Regions from separate parts of the Mus musculus genome. Here regions 1, 2 and 3 are each linked to region 4. Evidence: chromatin contacts called from public promoter capture Hi-C data. All regions are on one chromosome and are shown on one strand. Each heading gives the region's core, a stretch centred on a gene start, on an enhancer-like site or on the middle of the called end of the contact. The rest is flanking DNA. Distances are from core to core; before and after follow the strand shown.

Region 1 (2,765 bases), core at 181-2,680, 7.6 Mb after region 4:
AGTCTTTACCTTTTAGAAATGCTTTCTTCTACTAAGTAAATGGCTACAACTATCTTAATTTTAATCTATTAATTTAGGTATGTTAAAACTGATGGAGTCCTGACAGTGAGTACACAGGAGGACCATAGTTCACCCAGTCCTAAAAGATTAGTCTTCTGATAAACTGCCATATTAATTTATACACTGACATCAACTTCAAGAGTTACCTAGCACATAAGCCTTAAAGAAAATGAGAAGTTACTTTGAAAACCATCAATCTTTTAACCATATTTGTTGAATTTGGCAGTTTTTTGTTGCTATTGTTAGTGTTACCACTTCTTTCTGTTGACCCAATTAGAATCTAATGTTTATTATTTCAGGTGCTATGTCTTATATTGTTTTGCTATTAAGCTTTTAAGGATAGGCCATCTTTAACACAGATTATTATGCCATTTGTATGTAACCTGCATTAAGAACTATTTGTATCATTAAACTTAAGACCTATCATTTAATCTTGCTCTGAATGGCCTCTAAGAGGAACTTAGTTATACACACTCCTCATAGATTTGTTCTACTTAATTTCAAGTTTAATATTCCATTGTCCAATTAAGCTTCATCACTAGTGACAAGAGTATCAGAATCATGACCAATGACTTCTTAGGGCCTATAAACTCCATTAAGGGATTTGTTAAGGTTTTGGCAGCATTGTGTTTTTCTTTTTTCTTTTTTAAAAGAACTATCAGAACTATTTTCTTAACATTTTCAATATTTCCTTTCACTTCAAACTCATTTTTTAAAAAGCTACTATACACCAATTCATTAAGCGCTTAACAGATGTCACTAACCAAAATATGGCACAGATCGCAGCCCCCCTTCCCACACCTGAAAACTCCTTCATATTAATTCTTAACTTATTGTCTTGGTATGCTTAATTAAAAAATCAAACCCAAATGTATCTCGACTCTGGGTATAAAGCTCGATGCATACTATTATGGAGGAATAGGATGCATTTCCTAATTTAAAGGGAACCCTCCATTTTGAGAGAGATAGCAACTGTTCCAGTTCTCATCTCATTGGGTGGAGCCCCCCATTTCAGAGGCCTGCGCTCGGGTACTGACAGATCACTGTCGCTGCGGTACACGGGCCCTTCTGAGGTCCTGAGGGGGTCTGCTCTAACTCAAGGCTCCAAATCATTTCTACTGCACTTTCTTCAAGGTTCTCTGAAAACACAAAACCGAGGCTTCTGGGGCGATCGTCAGGGGAAGCAGGGAAGAAAGGTCTTTGGTCTAGCAGGCGAGGCCTTCCGAATCGCAAAGCGAAGACTCTGCCACGATGCTACCTGCGAGGTGGCCGGCCGCCCACAGCCGCCCGCCCCACCGCTCCGGACACGCGCCTCACCTTTCACAGAGAGAACCTCACCGAGAACTTCCTTTCCGGGTTCGCCCCTTCGCTGCTCAGGATTGGCTCCTGTGAGGTGACGGAGCCATTCTGTAGCCAATGAGAATCTAGACATTCTGTGATGTCACGTCATCAATGGATCTCGCGAGAAGTACGGATGCCGCTCTCCCGCGCCTAATTCAGGTTTCTGGGAGCGGTTTTCTTGTGGTTCTGGAGACTCCCGCCCCCTTTTCCTGAGGTAGAGATGGCTTGTGGCCTCCCTGGTCGACTCTGACAAGTCCATGTTGGGTAACTTAGGCTTTGCTACGGTCTTGTAGCGTGCGGGTCCGGGGCGAACGGAAGCCCCGAGTGCGTGGGGCCGTTAGGGAAGACGGGCCGGGTGGGCATGGAGGGATGCGGGCTCTGCGTTCCGCCTCGGAGTCCGCCTCGGAGTCCCGCGGGTGGGAGGTCTCCTGTAGTGGCAGCGCCGCCTTCGCCGAGCTGGGGATGCGAGGTGTTCCACTTAGACCATGTGTTGGTTATTTATTCTGTCTTTAAATGTGGGCTGCCCCATAAAACCCATGTTAGTGTTAAGAGTATGGGGTGGCCTCTGATTCAAAGTCCTGCGCGGAGCAGCTTAAATTATGCACGTAGAAAGTTACGTTTCATTTTTCCTGTCCAGGGGTTTACTACACACCAATCTCATGAAGAAGATAGTAGAGAAATAGTAGTGATAGTGCAATTAGGACTTCACTTCAGGATGTGGCTTTCTGTTCTTAGGTCATGAAACAATTATAGTAAGTGTTGAAGACGTACATAGGACTTTCTCAAAATCACTAGCGCTTGTTCAAAAAGTCTACCCTGCAACTGAGCTCATGTTAGTGAAATATGTGCAACCTTTATAATATGTGCATTTTGGTATTTATTTTTAGAGTTTGGATTCGAGTGGTTTTTCTGACATACCTGAACACTTGGAGAGGAACCTGGTACAGAGGAACTCTACTATAAAAATGAGCCCCACAGATCCACTGTAAGCCTGACATATTAATTGTGATGACCTTACGAGAAAAGTGATATTTTAATATAAACAGCAACAGAATTTAATAATGGATAGAGTATCCCCCAAAACGTCTGTCATGCATAATTAAAAGCACATACTTATGCTTATTAGCAATAAATAAATAAATAATGAGGTGGAGCAATAGATGAATGTGTTGCAGTAATTACATGGCCATGCAGGGAGGCTCATGCTCTCTGGCTTTGTCTTAGTCTCGAGTCTATAAATAGTCCTTTAGAGTAAGTTACCCTAGTTGAAGTGAATTTGAACAAAATGGAAAGAAATAAAAGGACTATAGAAGTCAGGTGGCAGAAGAAAATCCTTGAACACGAGTGGTGTCTTCCACTCTGGT
Region 2 (2,700 bases), core at 95-2,594, 8.1 Mb after region 4:
TGGAAGCCAGGAGGCATGCCATTTAAGCCTGTCCCTTAATAGACAGGTCAAATGTTCCTAATGACATCAGTACTGGATCTTAATACATACCTGTGCTCTATAGTTCTTTCTGTGGGTGGGGGATTTCATGGATCAAATGTGATACACATTTAGAATTTTGCATTTAAAACTACTGAGCTGGCATGCCTTTCCAACACTGGATAATGACAATGTTGGGCTTGTTTAAGATTTAAAAAAAAAAAAAAAAAAAAAGATTTATTTATTTATTTAATGGATGTAAGTACAATGACGCTGTCTTCAGACACACCAGAAAGAAGGGGGCATCGGATTCCATTACAGATGGTTGTGAACCACCATGTGGTTGCTGGAAATTCAACTCAGGACCTCTGGAAGAGCAATCAGTACTCTTAACTGCTGGGCCATCTCTTCAGTCCCAGGTGTTTTAACTTTCTGTCAAATTTATGAAAACTACATTTAAATTTTTCTTTATTTATTGAGATGGTGTCTATTTGCTCATGTTTTTCATTAATCTGACTGCCTCTGCCTGGCGAATTACCACACTAAACACGAACATCCTCACTTAAACCGATTCTGTCACATCACTAAATCGAAAACTGTGGTTTCAAATTTTGGTTTTTTTTGATAATAAGGAGAATCCAAAGTCTAGTCTGGTTGCTTCTCCAAACTCCCCCTCTTCAGTTTTGTTTTCTTGTAATTCATTCACCTCAAAGTTTCAGTGGTCATTTTAAGTATCACCTGTTTCCACCTAAAATCACCCCCAAAAGCTTTCAGCTGTTCTTTATTAAAAAAAAAAAAAAAAAAAAAAAAAAAAGCGAATGCCTCTTCTCCTGGCCTGAACAGGACCCCGAGTCCCGACCGGGTCGGCCTTCCCACTGCTGTCAATACTTCTCAAGGCCACCCACCACAAAACACAGTTTACCCTAGGGGAGACCCTGGGATAGAACCAGCAACGAGGGCGAAGCCTCACCCTCCTCGTCGTCCTGGTCGGCTCCCGCGCCCCCCCAGTCCGGCGCATCGCCGTCAGGCCCTGCCGCCTCCTCCTCCTCAGAGCCAGAGCCCTGGCTGAAGTCGATGCGCTGTGCCAGGCGCGCCAGGTTCTGCGACATGGACAGCGGCTGCAGGTACGTCTCGGTGCCATCAAGGCCCACCTCCTGCACCTGCTTCTCGCAGGCCGACTCGATGCTGATGCGCACGGCTCGCACGCCCGACATGCTGGCGGCGGCCTGAGGGCGACTCGCCGGAGACTCAGAGTACAGCACCGACACGGAAGGCTGGAACAAGCTTCCCGCAAGCCCGACGCGGCGGCCGGGAGGAAGCAAACTACCCACTGCTGCCCCACAATCCTCCGCGCAGCGTCTCGCGGAACACTATGAGCATGCGCGAAGGGCCAGCTGCCCGGACATTTCCTGTAGGTTGCACGTGAGAGCCAGGAACTTCCGGCTGACCGGGCTCAGCCGCTGCAGTGCAAGTGGAGTGGGCTGGGTTTATGTAGATACGCTGGGCGTTGTAGTTTGTTTGTTTGTTTGTTTGTTTGTTTAATTGGTTGCTTGGTTTTTGAAATAGCTTTCTTGCTGGCCTGATTAATTTGTTGATTAGTTATTGAGACACGCAGCTTTTTTGTTAGTTGGTTAGTTATTTGATTTTTGAGACACGCAGCACACACACCAGCACTCCCGCTGATTCGGTCTGGGAGCCCGTCCGTGGGATGAGTCCACTCACTTTCCGGGTAGGTTTTCACTTCCTAGTTAAACCTCTCTGGGAACATACTCCCAGAGGTGTTTCCCCTAGGTGACTTTACATTCGTGAAGTTAACGATGAAGACGTACGTAAGGGCTTTACATTTATGTAAGCACTCACAAAGACTGTCGACGGTAGTTAACTATAATTCGCAGCTGTTTGAGTCTCTCTGTTGATGGAGCTGCCTCCAGCAAAGAAGACCGAGTCAAACAGCTAGCAGGACTACCATCCAAACTGCACCAGCTGTCTTAAACACTCCAAGAACACTCAGATATGCCTACACGAAAGATTGCAACTGATTGTCCTGGCCCAGTAAGCACAGCTTGGGCCAGGGCTTTGTGCAGACCTGTGACTGGTGGCTTAATGATAAATGGAGGACTATGCTATCTCTCCAGACATGCAGCCACCCTTACACGCATACACTCACACATTCACAGACATGTACACATATAAACAAAAGACACCGGTGTTTAGCCAAACAAATGGCTGTGATTGGCCCAAATACCCCGTCTTGGGTTGTATGAGCAGGCTACTCCTCAGGTGGTCCACCAAGAGGCACTCTCCTTTCCTCATGGTGTTAGGATGTCATGTCCAGCAATGTCTTTCACTGAGTGGCCTTTCTTACTTTCAGCCTGCAGGCTGCACCAGAAAAAGCAAGGAACATTAGCTGGTTGGCAACAGTGCCCCACAGCTTGATAGGTACTAACCCCTATACTTCTGTCCAGCCATTTCGTTTTCTGTTTGTTTGTTTTAAGAGTTTCTCTGTGTAGCCCTGGCTGTCTTGGAACTCACTCTGTAGACTAGGCTGGCCTTTGATACCACTTTGAGTCTAATCTTGGGCTCCTGAACAACCTTGCCTTGTCTAGAAATCATTTGTCAAGTCCTTGGGCCCTGGCTTCCCACAATGAAGTGTAGATGGAGGCGTTAGCATAGCTGTCTGAC
Region 3 (2,775 bases), core at 156-2,655, 7.3 Mb after region 4:
TAGAGATGTCAGGGGAAACCTCACAGAGGAAGCAGCACTAAGCTATGCCCTGAAGAACCGAGTTACAGGTGTCTTGGAGGCAGAGGTGAAGAACACAGTCCCAAGTCTTTAAAAACAGATGAATGCATGCCTGAACTTAAGTTGAAAGCCAGCCTGGGCTGCACTGTAAGAGCTTGGCTCAAAACTCAAATGAAACAATGGAATCCTGCCTTGTTGAAAGAAACAGAAATGTCCAGTTGAGTGTATCTTGAGTGTGGTGTGCCTGTGACTAAAGGCAGGCAGGAGGCAGACTGTGTAAGTAAAAGCAAGAGGCTGTTTTATCCTAAGTGTCAAAACCACTACCTGGTAATCTGAAAAAATCACTCTGTTTGTGCAAAACTAGGAAAGTCCCTATGAAAGCAATTACAAATCAAGAGGAAATGACAGTGGCCTGAAGGAGTGTGGTGACAAGCAAAGGAACTTCAGGGTAATTTTCACAATACTGGACAAGAGTGGCAGGTGAACAGGATGTGACGAGGGAAGGAAGAGGGTCTCCATCTTTGGGTTTGAGTCACTAATGTGAAAGCGGTGTCCTTTGTGTGAGGCTCAGGGCAAAAATATGAAGCTTTCACCTTCTACTTGGGGAGCGGGCACATTCGGGAGGGAGTGGGTTCTTTTCTAATTCTCTTTCTTCATTTAAAAGTTCCAAAGGAAGGACAGAAAAGAACGGAAATGTTCAATTTTAGGAGACCCTTCCACTTGAGATAAACTGGAGAACAGAATCCTCTTTACCGAGCATCGGCCGTCCCCAAGATCTCAATGATGGGGCACAAGACAACGTTGGCGAAGCCATCTTAATCCCATCTCGTGCTCCTCCTGGCAGTTAGGCCCACTGCTCCATAAATTGTCACTATCGTAAACGCTCACAAGCATCTCCCCTCACGCTACAACGCTTAATGCATATAGCTATATATCTATATATTTATATATCTTAACAAGCAATGCGACTATAACCCTTGCCTTCAAGGCTAGTGGTTTCGCAGGAATGGTACCTTTGGAAAGCTCGTGGCTGCCCCCGTACTTATTTGCGCCTTCTTCATATCCACTTAAGTGACAACTCTAGTCCCTAGGCTGCGGGGTCTACTGAGGAGCAGGAGCCGTTGGGTCGGTCAGTTGGCAAGCTCTCCTCACATCTCTCTTGCGAGACGCGGACCGGCTCCTGGCGCCTCCGTCCTCGCAGAACCGCAGCGAACGAGTCTGGGAGGGGGTCGGGAAAGGAAAAGACGCAAGAGAGATTAAGTAATTGGTTCGCAAAGGAAAAAAGATGATATTTGGGGTCGACTATGAAGCACCGGTTTCAAACGCCCGCCCCCTAAGCTGCCTTGGCTCCGCCCCTAGGCAACGTCATTCCATCTTTTTCCCGTGTCTTTGCTGATTGGTCACTGCGTCAGCCTGTGAGAGACGGTTTAAAAAAAAAAAAAAAAAAAACACACACACAACTCCGGAATTGCTTCCGGGTGTGGAGTTCGCATCTTCTCCACAGCCATTGGAAGTGCGAAGGTTTTGCTTCCGGGTCTCAACCGAGCCCCTGGTGTAAAAACTGGAAGCTCTGCATTTTGTTTCCGGTCTTGGGCCTGGCGCCCCCGGCGCCGAGATTTCTGGGAGCTAAGGGTCGCATTGGTTCATGAGTGAGTTTCGGAAGGTGCTGCGTAGGACCCCCGCCAGAGTGAGCAGCCGGGCATGGTGGTTTGTGGTTCTTGTGTGGGTGGCACCGGGGAGCCGAGTCGCCGCCGCAGCCCGTGACGATCGTACAGGCCGCGGTGCAGGGATGGTGGTCCGGAGCTGAAGCCGAGCCCGGGGCGGTCACCGGTGCAGCGCCTCAGACACTGAGAAAAGCAAAGGAGGGTGGGATGGGGAGAAACTCCCACTTCACACACGATCTGTGTGAGCAGCTGCTTAAGCTAACGGAGATTTAGTAGCCCTGCAGTTAGGCTGCAATTCTTATTTGACAGCTAAAAATGGCAAAGGTTCTCTTGTAGCCTAGGCTAGCTTCGAACTCCCGATTCTTTTGCTTTCACCTCCCAAGCTCTGGAATCACAGGAGTACCCCCATCATACCCAGTTCAGGATGGGTTCTTGATACTTGGTTGGGTGGAGTTCCGATTTTCTGAGCATCGCGGAAGTTACAGCCTTGATAAATGTTGTGGTAACTGCTTTAGAAGAAAATTGAGTCAACAAGATTCTGGGGTAATGGTTGCCCATGTAAATGTCACTGGGGACTTTAAACAAATTTTAACATAATAAGTTTGACTGTGACTTTAAAAGAAATTTGTTTTTTATTGGGTTCTTTGCTGTAGTGTGAGGTTTCTGGTAGAACAGCAAATCTTGGCCGGACAGTTACATTGTGAGATCCTATAATTAAAAAAAAAAAAAAAAAAGAATAAATTTTTTTTAAAAAAGAATAAAATAAAATCTCAGAGAAGCTAGTGCTAGTGGGATAACATTTTTTTAAGTCATTTATTTTAAAAGCTACACTACACTGTTGTGCAAGATCTGACATCATGTATGGGAATCTCATAATACTATAGAAATGTCGGCATTCCACAAATGACAGAAACGAGCTAGAAGACTTGCCCAGGGCTACCCAGCCAGAACAGAAGCACTAACTCAGATCTTCATAGTAGTTATTTATACTGAATAAGAGTTGCCTAGTAAACACCCTGAGTTTCATAATTCGGATTTTTAGGAACTTGTGTTGAAGCAAACTAAGCAATTTTGGGGAGTTTGAGAAGGATTT
Region 4 (2,700 bases), core at 167-2,666:
TGTTTTCCATTTCTTCATTCTACAATCCTTAAACCTAAGAAATATGCAAATCATCAAACTGTCAAATGAATAGACCTGTTTCAGCCTTGTGTGCTTAATCTGTTTATGTTGTGCCACTCTACTAACAGACGGCTAAAATGCATTTTTAAGATTTTTCTTCATAAAGTTGATGAGTACCTTAGGATCTAAACCAGAATACCCTTTTGTTTTAATACTACTTCCTTTCCTTTCCTTCTTGTGACTTAGTCAAAGAAAATTAGACCACATAACAAAGAACTCAGCACCCTCATAGCTTCTCATTATTTACTATATAGAAAATCAAGAACTATCACGAGCAGCAGAAAAAATTAAATCACATAACTAGGTGCTTTTCTGTACACAGACATAATGTCCCTTCCCAAGTCTCACAACCTGAGTTCCACCTCAAGAGTGACAAGATTGATGGAGAAAATGAACTTTCAAGTTGTCATCCCAGCACTGGCACACAAGTGCCCCCACAATAAATACATATATAAAACAAACAAACAAAAAAAAAACCCTTCATCTTTCAGTTGTCTACTTCCTGTAGGGAGTTCTGTTTTAGAGCTTACATTTTATAATTTTCATGTAAAAACAATGTTTCGTGCATTGTTTATAATAGAGTCGAATGGGTTATAGGTTTGAACATTATGTTCACTGTTAAAAAAACATTAACTATATGCACCAAACATTGAAGTGTCCTCTCTCAGGAAACTTGTGAATTCCAGGGCATATTATGTATCCAGGACTCATTACAACAACCGGTTTTTTTCTTTCTCCTTGACTAGATTAGGGTCCCACGATGCAGTCACAGAACCACAGGGATAGAATTTAAAGAAACAGTCTTCTGTCACAGTTGGGTTACAAACATGGACTTCATTCACTAAGAATCTTCTATGAGATAATTTTACCTAGCAAACCTTTCTTATAAGCAGTATTTCCATTAGAAGTGACGTGATTACTGTTTCTTGAGAGCAGCCCATTAGAACAGTTCCCCAAATCCTCTGTAATAAGTCAGTCCGTTTCCCAGTCTCTTATCCAAGAGGAGAGTTCCTCAGAAGTAAAACATGGAGGCGTTGCCTCAGCACAGGAGGAAGCCATAAACTGACCCTGAGCATGAGGGAGAAAAGGACAAGGAGCGCGAGAAGTTGATCTCAGGCCCACCAAGAACACCCGAAAAAACTGGAGCGGTTGCACGTCAGGAGTGGGCACACTCACGCATGGCTCCTCACCAGATTACTTCGCTCGCCAGCTGTGGAGCGTTTATGATTTCTAGAAAGGACTTCCCGCTGGAAACCCGCCAGAAAATCTCCGGAGATTCAGGCTCCACCTGCAGAGACAAAAAATCCCAAAGTAGAGAGACCGCTCCAGGCCCTGCGAGCTTCCTTTCTACGTCACTTCCGGTCCAGAGCCATCCGCTTCCGGGTCAGGCTAAGCCGCCTGCTCTTCGCTGCTACTGTAGGTGCCGCGCTGTCGGCGTTCGCTGCTCCTGGAAAAGCCCGAGCCGCGACACCGCCGGCCTTAGCGCTGCGCTGCCCGGAACCGCCCCTAAAGAGGAGACCCGGGGCGGGGTCGCGCCTCGGGCCTCCGCTGCGGTCCCCGGCAGGCGGGAGCCGGCGCTGCGGGGCCTGCGGCGGAGCGCGATACCCCTCCCCGGCCGCCCTGTCTACCTTGCCGGGGAAGGCGGAAGATGCCAGTGAAGAAGAAGAGAAAAGCTCCCGGAGTGGCAGCGGCGGTCGCGGAAGACGCGGGCCTCAAAAAGTGTAAAATCCCCAGGTACTGCCTGTCCCCACCCCGCTGGCTCTCTCCTTCCCCCGGGGCCGGACAGGCCGCTAGCCGGGAGGAGAGGGGCGAGCCCTCTCAGGCGAGGCGGTCGGTGAGGCGCCCAGTCTCCGCTCCGCGCGGGACCGAACCGCGTGTTCGCCTGTACGTGCTCTCTGTCGTACTTGGACAAGCTCTGAGATTCGTCCCACTTTGTTGTCTGCGTGCCCAGAGGGTAGGAAACAGACGACCGTACGTATGCATTCTCCATCAAATTTCCCAACCGAGAAGTGAGCGCGGATCTGCCAAGATTCACGGCGTCCTTGTGTCACACTAAATCGAGCAGAATTGGCTTGGTCCCCACATTGTTAAATGTCAGAGTGTGAAAAAAGGAGCAGAGCTTGAAGAGTTTTGACAGCTGCCTTGGGAATGATGGAAAGAAAGCCTTTGCTATAATTGGTCTCCCGAGTTAGCATTTAAAGTGGCCTAACCTGGACGATCCCAGCAGGAGGCCTTTTAAATCGCTGGAGCCTAGGCTTCTGGACGCACCAATGCCTCCACTTCACCTGTACCAGTTCCGTACACTTAATTGGAAAAGGCCCTTGTGGTTTTTGTTTTCTGGCATTAAGACGCTGGTAGCTCTCAACCTCCTTTTAGGCGTTAGCAAGCTATTGTGCTCCATGTTCTCTTAGGGGAAAAGAAAACAAAGCAGAACTGTAAGTTAGAGCCCTTTACTCGCTTTGTGGCATATACTCAATCATCACAGATTCATTCCTCAGAAAGTCATTGCGATTTAGCTTTGAGAAGTGGGCTTCTTCCCATACACTTTGAGTTGTTTTTGTATTAATGGTCGACACTTAAAGTGACAAATACTACCATTACAACAAGACAGCCTGGAACAACAATATCAACTAATCAGTA

Evidence for each region. Promoter capture Hi-C pulls out the DNA fragments that hold promoters and counts their contacts.
Region 1: a contact with region 4 is called in a promoter capture Hi-C map of erythroid cells, with 4 times the contacts expected there. The contact joins the promoter of Ankrd49 here to the promoter of Dcun1d5 in region 4. A contact is called at or near these places in 4 of 39 promoter capture datasets (cranial neural crest, erythroid cells, maxillary cranial neural crest and 1 more).
Region 2: a promoter capture Hi-C map of pre-B cells shows a contact between it and region 4, with 2.4 times the contacts expected there. The contact joins the promoter of Med17 here to the promoter of Dcun1d5 in region 4. A contact is called at or near these places in 3 of 39 promoter capture datasets (cranial neural crest, maxillary cranial neural crest and pre-B cells).
Region 3: a promoter capture Hi-C map of pre-B cells shows a contact between it and region 4, with 6 times the contacts expected there. The contact joins the promoter of Kdm4d here to the promoter of Dcun1d5 in region 4. A contact is called at or near these places in 2 of 39 promoter capture datasets (erythroid cells and pre-B cells) and 1 of 484 Hi-C or Micro-C datasets (CD4 T cells).

Annotation. Positions count from the first base shown.
Region 1 is chr9:14,783,143-14,785,907 of GRCm38.p6, forward strand. Ankrd49 (ankyrin repeat domain 49) reads right to left here and starts at 1,431. Exons shown (of 3, transcript NM_019683.4): 1 at 1,378-1,431. It overlaps Mre11a (MRE11A homolog A, double strand break repair nuclease), which reads left to right and starts at 1,512. Exons shown (of 20, transcript NM_018736.3): 1 at 1,512-1,615; 2 at 2,289-2,386. The coding sequence starts at 2,367.
Region 2 is chr9:15,278,562-15,281,261 of GRCm38.p6, forward strand. Med17 (mediator complex subunit 17) reads right to left here and starts at 1,345. Exons shown (of 12, transcript NM_144933.2): 1 at 989-1,345. The coding sequence starts at 1,232.
Region 3 is chr9:14,499,077-14,501,851 of GRCm38.p6, forward strand. It overlaps Kdm4d (lysine (K)-specific demethylase 4D), which reads right to left and starts at 1,406. Exons shown (of 2, transcript NM_173433.2): 1 at 1,032-1,406. It overlaps Cwc15 (CWC15 spliceosome-associated protein), which reads left to right and starts at 1,543. Exons shown (of 7, transcript NM_023153.3): 1 at 1,543-1,705.
Region 4 is chr9:7,183,089-7,185,788 of GRCm38.p6, forward strand. Dcun1d5 (DCN1, defective in cullin neddylation 1, domain containing 5 (S. cerevisiae)) reads left to right here and starts at 1,417. Exons shown (of 8, transcript NM_029775.3): 1 at 1,417-1,794. The coding sequence starts at 1,709.